Regions from separate parts of the Macaca mulatta genome. Here region 1 is linked to region 2. The links are chromatin contacts, called in public Hi-C maps. All regions are on one chromosome and are shown on one strand. Each heading gives the region's core, a stretch centred on a gene start, on an enhancer-like site or on the middle of the called end of the contact. The rest is flanking DNA. Distances are from core to core; before and after follow the strand shown.

Region 1 (5,652 bases), core at 3,078-5,577, 220 kb before region 2:
CAGTGGCCATACCAAGTCAGCTTTCTCGGTGGCAGTGACCAAGAGCTACCCACGGGAGCGGCTGCCCATCAAGTTTGACAAGATTCTGATGAACGAGGGTGGTCACTACAATGCTTCCAGCGGCAAGTTCGTCTGCGGCGTGCCTGGGATCTACTACTTCACCTACGACATCACGCTGGCCAACAAGCACCTAGCCATCGGCCTGGTGCACAACGGCCAGTACCGCATCCGGACCTTTGATGCCAACACCGGCAACCATGATGTGGCCTCAGGCTCCACCATCCTGGCTCTCAAGCAGGGTGACGAAGTCTGGCTGCAGATCTTCTACTCAGAGCAGAATGGGCTCTTCTACGACCCTTACTGGACAGACAGCCTCTTTACGGGCTTCCTAATCTACGCCGACCAGGATGACCCCAACGAGGTATAGACATGCCAGTGTGGTCCGCCAGGCAGGGAGCAAGCTTCTGGACTTGGGCTTACAGAGCAAGACCCCTCAACTGTAGGCTGGGGGTGGGGGGTCCAGTGAGCAGTTCTAGCCTCAGGCTGACCTCCTCTGCCTCTTTTTTTCCCCATCATTAAATCCAAACCTTTTTATTCATCCGACCATCTATTGATTCACTTCTTTTTAAAGTATCTACTATGTAACAGGCACTATGCTATTCTCTGAAAGGCGCAGCAGTGGACAAGACAGAGCATCTGTCCTCATGCGGCTTACATTCTAGCAGACGACACAATTTACAGATAACCAGGCAAATAACATAATATTATGCCAGGATAGAAATGAACATGCCATGGTTGACAGTAATAGGAATAACAGGAGACAGGGAAGAGGTGGAAATTTGTTTCTTTTTGTTTGTTTGTTTGCCTTTTTAGGTTTACTTACATACAGTGACTCTCCAAATTTTAAGTTGACAGCTCAGTGAATACTTTTTACTTATGTGCACACCCTGAAACCTCCATGTAGATCGAAGAACAAGCTATTTCCAGCCTCTCACCTCCCTTCCCCAAAGGCTCTCTTAAGACCCCTCTAGGTCAGTACCTGGAAAAGTTCCATTTTTGAGCTGAGTTCCAAAGAAGGAAATAGAGCAATGCAAAGGCCTCGGAAAAGAGGTCTCCCAGCAAAAGACTCTGCAAGTGCAAAGACTTTGACGGAAAAGAGGGAGGGGCCAACGTCAGAACTGAGAAGCGAGGCATGAGGCGTGAGGCTGGAAGATAATACAGAACCTCCCAGGCCATGGCAGAGCTCGTTCCACTCACAAAGGCTTATCAGAATGCAAAGTGAGCACGACACTGATAAGCGGATCATCTTGAATCTGCTCAATGCATGAGTCAAGTCGGCCACAGACTTGAGCACTTTGTTATTAGTTAATCTTTTTCAGGTCCGCTTCTCAATGAATGAGATACACCAGGGTATGCACGTACGCCTGAGAACCGCTGCTCTAAGATGGCAGGAATGGATCCCACGCAAATGAATCTCACCCCAAGCCCAGGTGTTTCCAGTATGCAGGGGTCTGAGGGCTTAAGAAGCCGCAGTAAAAGTGCCAGGTGCTGGCGGGATGTGGTGGCTCAACGCCTGTAATCCCAGGACTTTGGGAGGCTGAGGCAGATGGATCACTTGAGGTCAAGAGTTCAAGACCAGCTTGGCCAACATGGCGAAATGTTATCTCAAAAAATACAAAAATTAGACAGGCGTGGTGGTGGGCACCTGTAATCCCAGATACTGGGGAGGCTGAGGTGGAAGAATTGCTTGAACCTGGGAGGTGGAGGTTGCAGTTAGCTGAGATCGTGCCACTGCACTGCAGCCTGGGCAACAGAATAAGACTGTCTCCAAAAAAAAAAGGCAGGTAGTGAAAGCCCCATGAAACAATTTGCTGGAGAGAATTTTCAGTTGAAGCCACAGCTCCCTAGCAGCTTTCTCTGGCTGCCCGCCTAGAGAGATACTCAGGGACTTCGATGGCTGCACGGGATGGTTCTGGAAGGAGTGGCCATCTCCATAAGTAAAATGGGGTTTATTTAAAATAACTCCATTTTCTCTGGGCCATAAATGGTTTGGGATTGGGGTGGGTCTGAAAAATTCAGGAAAGGCTTTCTGACCCAATCAGATTGACGTGTGGTTTGGGGTCCCCTGCAGCAACCCTGTGGGAAGGGGTCAGCTTTGGCCAGTGAACAGTTCTTTTTTCCTTTTCTTTTTCTTACAAATACAACTTTTAGAAGAGGCTTTTGCTTCTTCCTCTTCCTTCCCCCAGGGATATAGGTATTTGAAGGCATTTGACTTAACCCTTTGTAGCCCAGGTAATAAATCCAAACTCAGCAAGATGGGCTGGACCCCAGAGCTCTGTGGTTGCCACTTTTTGGCCCATACTGAACCGATGTCCCCTTGGCCAGGGACTCCTCAGGGAGAGTGTGGGAATGATGGGGGAAGACTCGGCACTCTTTTGTAGAGGGTGGGGCAGATGATAGCAGAGACCTTCCAGGGCCCAGGGCTGGGGTCTTGTCTTCCTTGGATGTGGTCTAGGGTTGCTGCAGATGGTGGGTTTGTGGCGGGGCAGGGGGCAGAAGCAGATGATGCAGTTGAGGCAGGTCTCTGGTAGCTAGTGATGTCAAGGATGAGCTCTCCTTTATCCCCTGACTCTTCTGAGGATGGCTGCCTCCTTGGTGAGCCACTTGGAGGTCTCAGGCTGATGATGCGGAATGGTGGCCCAGATGAGGAAGGGGCTCCAAGGCGGTGGCCTTCCCAGATGCACTGGGCCCCAGCCCTTCTTCCTAGCTATGGCTGATTGCCATGGGCTTCAGCAACCAGGGCCTACCTGTAGGTCTCCACGTATGTAAGCACCACAGAACCCAGTGCATCTTTGTGCTCTCGAATCGCCCTTGATCCAGAGGTATTTTCTCATTTAGAACACACTTTGAAAGGCAGCCATTCCCCTTCTGGAGAAAGCCTGGAGAATCTGCAGCTCCCATGATTACAGTGCAAAGAGCACTAGACACACAAGGCCCTCACAGGCCAGCCCCACCCTGGGTGGAACCTCAGGGCTCACCTGACAAATGATGGGGGTCGCACTCTGTGTATCTAGGGGGGCTTCGTGGGCTGACTTCTGCATCAGGACTATGATGAGGGTGGGGGAGGGCAATTGAGGCACTCACCTCATGCACAAAATGTAAGAGAGTGACAAAAACCTCAGTAATCAATAGAAATATATGTATATATATTTTTGAGACAGGGTCTTGTTCTGTCCAAGGCTGGAGTGCAGTGGCACGATCACAGCTCACTGCAGCCTCAACCTCTTGGGCTCAATTGATCCTCCCACCTCAGCCTTCTGAGAAGCCGGAACTATAGGCCTGTGCCACCATACACAGCTAATTTTTAAATTATTTGTAGAGATGGGGGTCTTGCTATGTTGCCCAGGCTAGTCTCAAACTCCTAGTCTCAAGTGATCCTCCCGCCTCAGCCTCCCAAAGTGCTGGGATTACAGATATGAGCTAGCGCATCTGGCAGAAATAATTTTTTTTTTCAAGATGGAATATTGCTCTGTCACCCAGGCTGGAGTGCAGTGGTGCAATCTCAATTCACTGCAACCTCCGCCTCCCTGGTTCAAACGATTCTTGTGCCTCAGCCTCCTGAGTAGCTGGGATTACAGGTGCCCACCACCATGGCTGGCTAATTTTTTTTTTATTTTTAGTAGACACGGGGTTTCACCATGTTGGCCAGGCTGGTCTCGAACTCTTGACCTCAAAAGATCCACCCGTCTCAGCCTCCCAAAGTTTTGGGATTATAGGCATGAGCCACTACCCCCAGCCAGAAATAATATTTTAATACAATATTTTAATGAATCAAAATTAACCAAAAAACTATGATAAAATATCAAAATGTTAAGTAAAGATGAGATCTGACAAGGCCGGGATCAGGGCGAGGTAAGGGAGGGCGAGTCAGGCAAGAGCAGCTGGATCCTGGTGTCAGTCCGCATCTCTGGAGCCTTTGGCAGCCAGGCCTCGCAGGTGGAAAGGCTTTTTTTCCCTCCTGCCTGTCATCTTCAGTCGTGCCACTAGGGGGAGAACGTCGACTATACAAACCTCCAGGCCTGCGGCATGGAGGCTGGGAGATCCACCCTCGTCTCAGGCTGTTTTCTAGATTCCCTGTCACAAAGCAGGTTGTTGTTCAGTCCGTTGAAAATCTATTTCAATTCAGCAGACATGTCCTGAGCACTCACTGAGGCACGGCTGGAGAATGCACCCGGGGTCCCCAAACCAGGTGGGGAGTCAGATCTATCTGGCACCACAACCTCATTCAGCAACAGAACCTCCTGCGGGGACAGCTGCCATGCGCTTTCATAAAAGCTCCTCAGCCGATTCTAACCCGCAGCCAGCTTTGCCAAGCCCTGGGCCGGGCTGAGGGGAAAACTAACACAGGAAAGACTCCAGTTCTGCCCTTCAAGGGAGGACACTGTGTGTGCCTGCCTTGTCCTGGTGTCGCTTCCACAGCTGACCTCAGGCCGGGGTGGCGTTGAGAATGGAGCAGAGTGTGGGTTTGAAGGTCACCTTGCAGGCCCAGCTCCTCAACCACATCATCTGAGGGTGGTCCCGACGAGCTCTGTGGCTCCCCGACACTCTTCTCTCCCTGCTCCAGAGGCAGAGACCCAAAAAGAATTTCTCAGGAGGAGGCCGGGCGCGGTGGTTCACGCCTGTAATTCCAGCACTTTGGGAAGTCGAGGCGGGTGGATCACTTGAGGTCACGAGTTCGAGACCAGGTTGGCCACCATGGTGGAAACCCCGTCTCTACGAAAAATACGAAAAACATATATATATATATTCGCCGGGCATGTTGACAACTGCCTGTAATCCCAGCTACTCGGGAGGCTAAGGCACGAGAATTGTTTGAACCCGGGAGGCAGAAGTTATGGTGAACTGAGATTGTGCCACTGAACTCCAGCCTAGGCAACAGAGTGAGACTCCGTTTCAAATAAAAGAAGAATTTCTCAGAAAGAGCCCAAAGATGGCTCTGGAAAATGGTGGGGTTTGTTTTTTTATTTTTTATTTTTTAAACATTCTCCATCTACTTTATACTTTTGCCTCAGATTGGCCCTGATTTAAAAACAATAATGAAGAGTTCAACTTCATCACAGGTGTTTATTTTTGCTGACGCCCTTGCAAGCTTCCACCACTCATTTATCCCCACCCCAAGTGGTTTTCAAGCTGATCCTGACAGAGATCCGAAATGGCTTCCTCATGTGAAATGTCCATATTCTATTTGGGGCTCTCTTATCCCATAAAACACACTTAAGGTGTGAGCTTCAGGACATGGAGATCAAGGGCCTCAGGGTGAAAGGCTAACGGGGTATTAATCCTCAACCTCATCACCGTTTCCTGTCACTTGGCAGAACTGTATGGGCAAATCACTTTTGAAAAGCTCCTCATTCCCTGGTGTTGAGTCTGGTTCTAGGCATCCTACAACCTGAACCCAAGGAGGGTGTAGAGGGTCTAGAAGTGCCACCTGCTATAGGAGTGTTGGCTGTTCAGCCTTGAGGAGAGAAGACTGGGAGTCCTGAAGGCACCCGCCCACCCCTGCAAGGTGGTCTCAGGGTAGAAGGCGCTGACTGCTTTGAAGAGTTGCAGACGGCAGAACTGAAGCAACCGGTGGACTTTATCAAGAGGCCA
Region 2 (6,222 bases), core at 1,533-4,032:
TTTCCAGTTCCCCAACTAGAAAAATAATCCTCAGGAGGGCAGTTACTAAATCTTTCATATATATATTCACCAACCTGGGCAACACATCCCTGTGTTGCCCAGGCTGGTCTTGAACTCCTGAACTCAAGTGATATCTTTTGTATTCTTTATTTCATACCTTCTGCCTGACTAGTCCAGTCACTGAAACATAGTAGTCCTTTAATATTTATTTGTTGAATGAATTAATAAGTGAATGAACAATATATGACCAAATCTTTCTAGTATTAGGAAGCTTGAAGAGTAGTGGAAAAGAGACCTTGAAAGGTAAGATGAGAACACAGAGAGGGCTTTGAAAGCCAAGCAGAAGAAGGTACACTCCATGTGAGCATTGGGAGCCAGTAGAAGCTCTTGAGTTACAGAATGAAATGGTGGCTTAGGACAGTGACTTGGTATGGCACAATCTGCTATGAATCTGAAATGTAAATTACTCATTGCAGCATCTTGTAATGAATTACTACAAGAGGTAATCAGGTCCCAGGACCCGAACTATATTTTTCTCCCTGTGGGAGATTACACAGTGTGAGACCTTAGGGGCTAGGCATTTCATAGACTATATGTTGTGTTTAATTAGTTGATTATGGTGAGCTATAGACAAAGTATTATGGTGAAAACCCTATAAGGCAGAATCTATGTCTGTTTACTGCAAGTATCTAGTCTGAAGGAAATAACTCTTTGTTGAATGAATGATTGAGTGAAAGTCATGTACTTAGAAGGACCCAGGATAGATAGGATCTGCTGTTAGCTAGCTGTGTGACCCTTAAGATCTTATTATCTTTTTATTTTTATTTTTTTGAGATGGAGTTTCACTCTTGTTGCCCAGAGTGGAGTGCAATGGCCAGATCTTGGTTCACTGCAACCTCTGCCTCCCGAGTTCAAGCAATTCTCTTGCCTCAGCCTCCCAAGTAGCCAGAATTACAGGCATGCGCCACCACGCTCAGCTAATTTTGTATTTTTAGTAGAGATGCGGTTTCACCGTGTTGGTCAGGTTGGTCTCAAACTCCCGACCTCAGGTGATCCACCTGCCTCGGCCTCCCAAAGTGCTGGGATTACAGGCTTGAGCCACTGCGCTTGGCCTGCTTAGGATGTTTAACATGGCTAAGGCTTGGCTTCCTCATCTGTAAAAGCAGGAGAAGATTTAAGTCACAGGATTTTAAGTGAGAGCTTTTGGGAAAATCTCTGGTACAAAATGAACACTAAATACATTTTTTTGTGTGTGTGTATTTTTAAATGATATTCTGAAACTTCCCTGATTGGGATCTTCTACTGGCCTTTCCCCAAGAGCCACTTGGTTTGAAATAGGCAGAGCATATGGTGATATTTGTTTATTGCTATTTTCAGTCTTTTCCGTGTAAAACCGAAATTCTGACTATGCATTTTACCAGCCGAGTAACCTTGGGCACCCTCTTTGTGCCTCGAAATTTTAAGGATTGAGATGATATGCTATAGTGTTTGTATTAGTGCCTGGTACATGGTACTTAAAAGACACTAGCTGTAATTATTCTTCAGGACTTTATTTTTTTTACTCTCAATGCTAGCAGCTTTTCTTCCCTCTCTCCTGTAGGCATTCTCCCAGAAAAAAGGCTGACTCTGAGGTGCCATTTGAGAGAAATAGGTTCAGTAGATTCTTCCAGAGATAACAAACGAAGAGACTTGACGTGAGAGTAAGAGAAGTAGGGGCGTTAGGACACTGAAGTGAGAGAGCTTCTTCTCTTGGCATTGGAGAAGCCAGGAAACATAAAGGCTTTTGCAGGGATCAGGTGCGTCCACTTTGCAGTGTATTTGGAGAGAACAAGCAGTGTTCACATATCAGTCCAGCAATGTCTCAAGACTCTTTTCTGGAACAGTCATCAGTTTAATCCAGTGAGGATGGTGTCTCTCCTCTTTCATGAGCATTTTCCTATTTTTGAAATGTTAGTAAGTAGGTGCTTTGTTCCTAGGAAGTGGAGAGAAGTCAAGGAAAATACTCATCGTACTCCTAGAAGTCAATGAAAACACTCCTCGTACTCCTTATGGCAGCTGGAGTGGCTGCCGTGAGCCAGCTGCCATGAGGTTATGGAGAACGTCTTGAATATTCTATTCCCCAGCACCTAGTGCAGTGACTAGCATAGTAGGCACTCAAAAAGTGTCGGTAGGATTATATTTCAAACTTTAGTTGTCTTTCCCAGAGAAGCCTGTCGTGCCCACACGCGGTCGCAAGAAGTCCGCGCCTAGAAATAACATTTATTCTAAGGATCTCTGCGCAGAGATTCTTGGGAAGCGGTTCCCCTCCCACATTCCCTAGTTACTCCTCCCCTCGGCGCCTTTGAAAGAAATAGCACGCCACATGATTCCCTCCTTTCTCCCACCTCCGAAGACCTGACTGATAATGGGCAGGAGCGTAAGCCAACCATAAAACTTTATTTCCTCTTCCAGCCAATAGCAAGAGGGGATGAGTATATGGCTCCTCTTTTGTGACTTCCCCCGCCCCCTTGGATTACGCCCCCTATTCCTCCACTCAGATTCCACACTTGACAACACATCTGGCCAATGAGAAGTTCCTACTCTGCGTGGGAAGGATGGACTGACTAGATGATAGACGTCCACCCCTGGCCAATGGAATATCACAAGTGCGGGAGGGGTGTAGAATGGAACCAATGGCGAGGTGCCAAAAACGAGCATCAGGGAAAGGGCGGGACGAAAGTGTTCGCGGGAGGGAGGGGAAGGCCCAGGGAACCAAGCAGCGCTGCCGCCGCCGCCGCCGCTGCAGCCGGAGTTGGAGGAGGGAGAAGCCAGGAAGAAAATGGCGGCCGTGGCTGCAGAGGCGGCAGCGACTGCAGCGTCCCCCGGGGAGGGGGGCGCCGGCGAGGCCGAGCCGGAGATGGAGCCCATCCCCGGCAGTGAGGCCGGCACTGACCCCCTCCCGGTCACGGCCACTGAAGCGTCTGTGCCGGATGGCGAGACCGACGGGCAGCAGTCCGCTCCTCAGGCCGACGAACCGCCGCTCCCGCCGCCACCGCCGCCGCCGGGGGAGCTCGCCCGCAGCCCAGAGGCGGCGGGGCCGGAGCTGGAGGCTGAGGAGAAACTGTCCGTTCGGGTGGCGGAGTCGGCTGCAGCCGCGCCTCAGGGAGGGCCCGAACTTCCACCTTCTCCAGCATCGCCACCGGAGCAGCCCCCGGCACCCGAGGAGCGCGAGGAGCCGCCGCTGCCTCAGCCCGTAGCCCTGGCGCTCGTGCCGCCGGCGGGCGGGGTTTCCACGGTGTCGCAACTGATCCCGGGCTCGGAGGTGCGGGTCACGCTGGACCACATCATTGAGGACGCGCTCGTCGTGTCGTTCCGCCTCGGGGAGAAGCTCTTCTCCGGGGTCCTCATGGATCTGTCCAAAAGGTACCGCTCCCGCCCCCAGCACGCTCCGGTCCGCTGGGTCCCCAGGGAGGGAGTGAGCCCGGGGGGCCCCCTCTCCCCGAGCCCTCGCTTCCCTGCTGCCCGGGGCCCCGCCCTCTGGTCCTGCGCGGCGCGTGGCGCGCGCTCCGAGTGGGGCAGGCGCGCGAGACCGGGAGAGGGCGGTCCCGGCTCCAGGTGGGCGCCTGCGGGGCAGGTGTGCCACCAGGTGGGAGGGCGCGGGTGCAGATGGGCTCACAGGTCTCACCCCTCACTCCTGGCCTTCTGCGACTTGGCCTGGACTCACCGGCACTGGGCGGGTGGGTTAATGCAAGATGCAGATGGATTATTGCAGAGAACGGCGTGTTGGACAGGGGGAGGGAGGCAATCCTTGCGAGGAGGCACTTGTCTGTCCTCAAATCAACGTTTAACTTTAGCAGGGCTGGAGAAAGGGGTGTGTACATTGGGGATCCCAAAAGGTTACCTGTCACTCCTTACAGGGGGAAGAGCATTTGTTAAAATGAACCTTTTAACTGTGATTCTTACGGTTAGAAGTCATTCCCGTTAGGTTAACCATTCAATAGAGAAGCATATTTTACTAATTTTAATGATAGTTTTAAGAAAAGTTTAAAGAAGAGATTGGAGATTTCAAAAAATCCTTTAATGTCAAGGTGGTGTAGCATAAAAATGTTCAAATAACTTCTAACACCTGGGATACCGTTTATATACTAAGGACAAGAAGGTTGAGTTCATCTACAAATTTGGCTTAACCAGCACATTTTCATTTTTTGATTTAAAATGTTTTTGGGCTCTGCTTTAAACAGGGGAATAAACCTGTTCTAAATCTGGAGTTAACCTTTTTATTCTCTTCTTTTGCAGATATGAAGTGCAGAGACTCCCATTCACGCCTTTCCATTCTGTTTCCTACAATAGCGCACACTCTGATGGTATCTCACCTGTTTGCCATGGCTTATTAGTATGTTTTACTCTTAAACTGCTTGCTTTCCCATCAAGACACAGGAATCCTTCTTTCCCATTTGGGGAAAAAAGCCATTTAAAATTTCATATTAAAGTATGGTGTTTGCGGCGGGAAGATGAGAGCAGTTACTCTGTATTATTTAATCTCAAATATCTTTTTTTTTTTTTTTGAGACGGAGTCTTACTCTGTCCCCCAGGCTGGAGTGCAGTGGTGCCATATCGTCGCACTGCAACCTCTGCCTCCTGGGTTCAAGCGATTCTCCAGCCTCAGCCTCCCAAGTAGCTGAGACTCCAGCCTCAGCCTCCCAAGTAGCTGGGACTCCAGGTGCGCGCCACCATGCTGGTTTAATTTTTGTACTTTTTAAGGAGAGACAGGTTTTCACCATGTTGGCCAGACTGGTCTTGAAATCCTGACCTCAGGTTATCCACCCGTCTCAGCCTCCCAAAGGGCTGGGATTACAGGCATGTGCCATCATGCCAGGCCTCAAGTATCTTTTTTAAAAATAATTTTGGATTAGGGCATTTGCACTTCTGTTTATGTTTGTTTGTTTACTTATTTAATAGAGACGGGGTCTTGCTGTGCTGCCCAGGCTGGTCTCAGACTCCTGGGCTCAAGCGATCCTCCTGCCTCGACCTTCCAAAGTGCTGAAATTACAGGCATGAGCCACTGCGCCCGGCCTGCACTTCTGTTTTCATAATTAGAAAGCAGAATAAGGTGAGTGTACTTTCTATTGATGTATTTTATTTATTTACTTATTTTTTTTTTGAGACGGAGTTTTGCTGTTGTTGCCCAGGCTGGAGTGCAGTGGTGTGATCTCAGCTCAGCTCACTGTAACCTCCACCTCCTTGATTCAAGCGATTCTCCTGCCTCAGCCTCCCAAGTAACTGGGGGCTAATTTTGTATTTTTAGTACAGATGGGGTTAACCATGTTGGTCAGGCTGGTCTCAAACTCCTGACCTCAGGTGATCCACCCACCTTGGCCTCCCAAAGTGCTGGGATTACAGGCATGAACCACCTCGCCCGGACTCTGTTAATGTATTTAATAGTGAGAGACACTCAGTGGTGTGTATGCTGTTGAATGAAACAGAAGAGATGGCCAGTGATTGTGTGAGAATCTGGATTTCAAATCTGCAAAAGGAAGGTGCAGAAGGTAAGTTGATTTTGGAAATGGAATGGATAAGTGCTCATTGTGTTAGTGCTTTATTTTTAAAAAATTTTCTTTGGTAGAGAATTGCAATTGAGTTTTGGTCTCTTGCTATCAGTGCCTAGAAACAGCAATTTCTTTTATTGGAGGAGCTATTCCTAATATGAACCTTTTCCATTTGAATATTCTGAAGTGAAAGGATCCTATTATTATTATTATTTATTTATTTATTTTTTCGAAGACGGAGTCTTGCTCTGTCACACAGGCTGGAGTACAGAGGTGCGATCTCGGCTCACTGCAACCTCTGCCTCCAGGGCTGAAGCAATTCTCCTGCCTCAGCCTCCTGAGTAGCTGGGATTATAGGCGCCCAGTGCTTTGGGAGGCCAAGGCAGGCAGATCACTTGAGTGCAGGAGTTCCAGAGGAACCTGGGCAACATGGTAAAACCCTACCTCTACCAAAAAAAAAAATATAAAACTTAGCTGGGCATGGTGGCTTGTGCCTGTGGTGCCAGCTACTTGGGAGGCTAAGGTGGGAGGATCTCTTGAGCCCCGGAGGTGGAGGTTACAGTGAGCTAAGATCATGCCACTGCAGTCCAGTCTGGGTGACAGAACGAGACCCTGTCTTAAAAAAATAATTGTGGAAATGTTGAGGAAATAAAACACAGTGACTCTAAAATATAGCAATTCAAGGAATTCTTATTGG

The links. Hi-C and Micro-C count contacts between places; a contact is called where the count stands out from the background.
Region 1: a contact with region 2 is called in a Hi-C map of fetal cortical plate, with 1.7 times the contacts expected there. The contact joins the enhancer-like site here to the promoter of PWWP2A in region 2. A contact is called at or near these places in 2 of 14 Hi-C or Micro-C datasets (fetal cortex germinal zone and fetal cortical plate).

The regions. Positions count from the first base shown.
Region 1 is chr6:169,200,781-169,206,432 of T2T-MMU8v2.0, reverse strand. C1QTNF2 (C1q and TNF related 2) reads left to right here. Exons shown (of 5, transcript XM_077937415.1): 4 at 36-421; 5 at 874-1,055. The coding sequence ends at 912. Among named protein-coding and RNA genes, the nearest start is that of C1QTNF2, 28 kb to the left of the region's middle. Within about 2 kb of position 4,327, at least 15 of the 40 cell types and tissues checked have an H3K27ac peak or open chromatin away from gene starts, as enhancers often do. A contact at or near this core is called in fetal cortical plate, where this site is marked.
Region 2 is chr6:168,981,126-168,987,347 of T2T-MMU8v2.0, reverse strand. PWWP2A (PWWP domain containing 2A) reads left to right here and starts at 2,782. Exons shown (of 5, transcript XR_013394980.1): 1 at 2,782-3,402.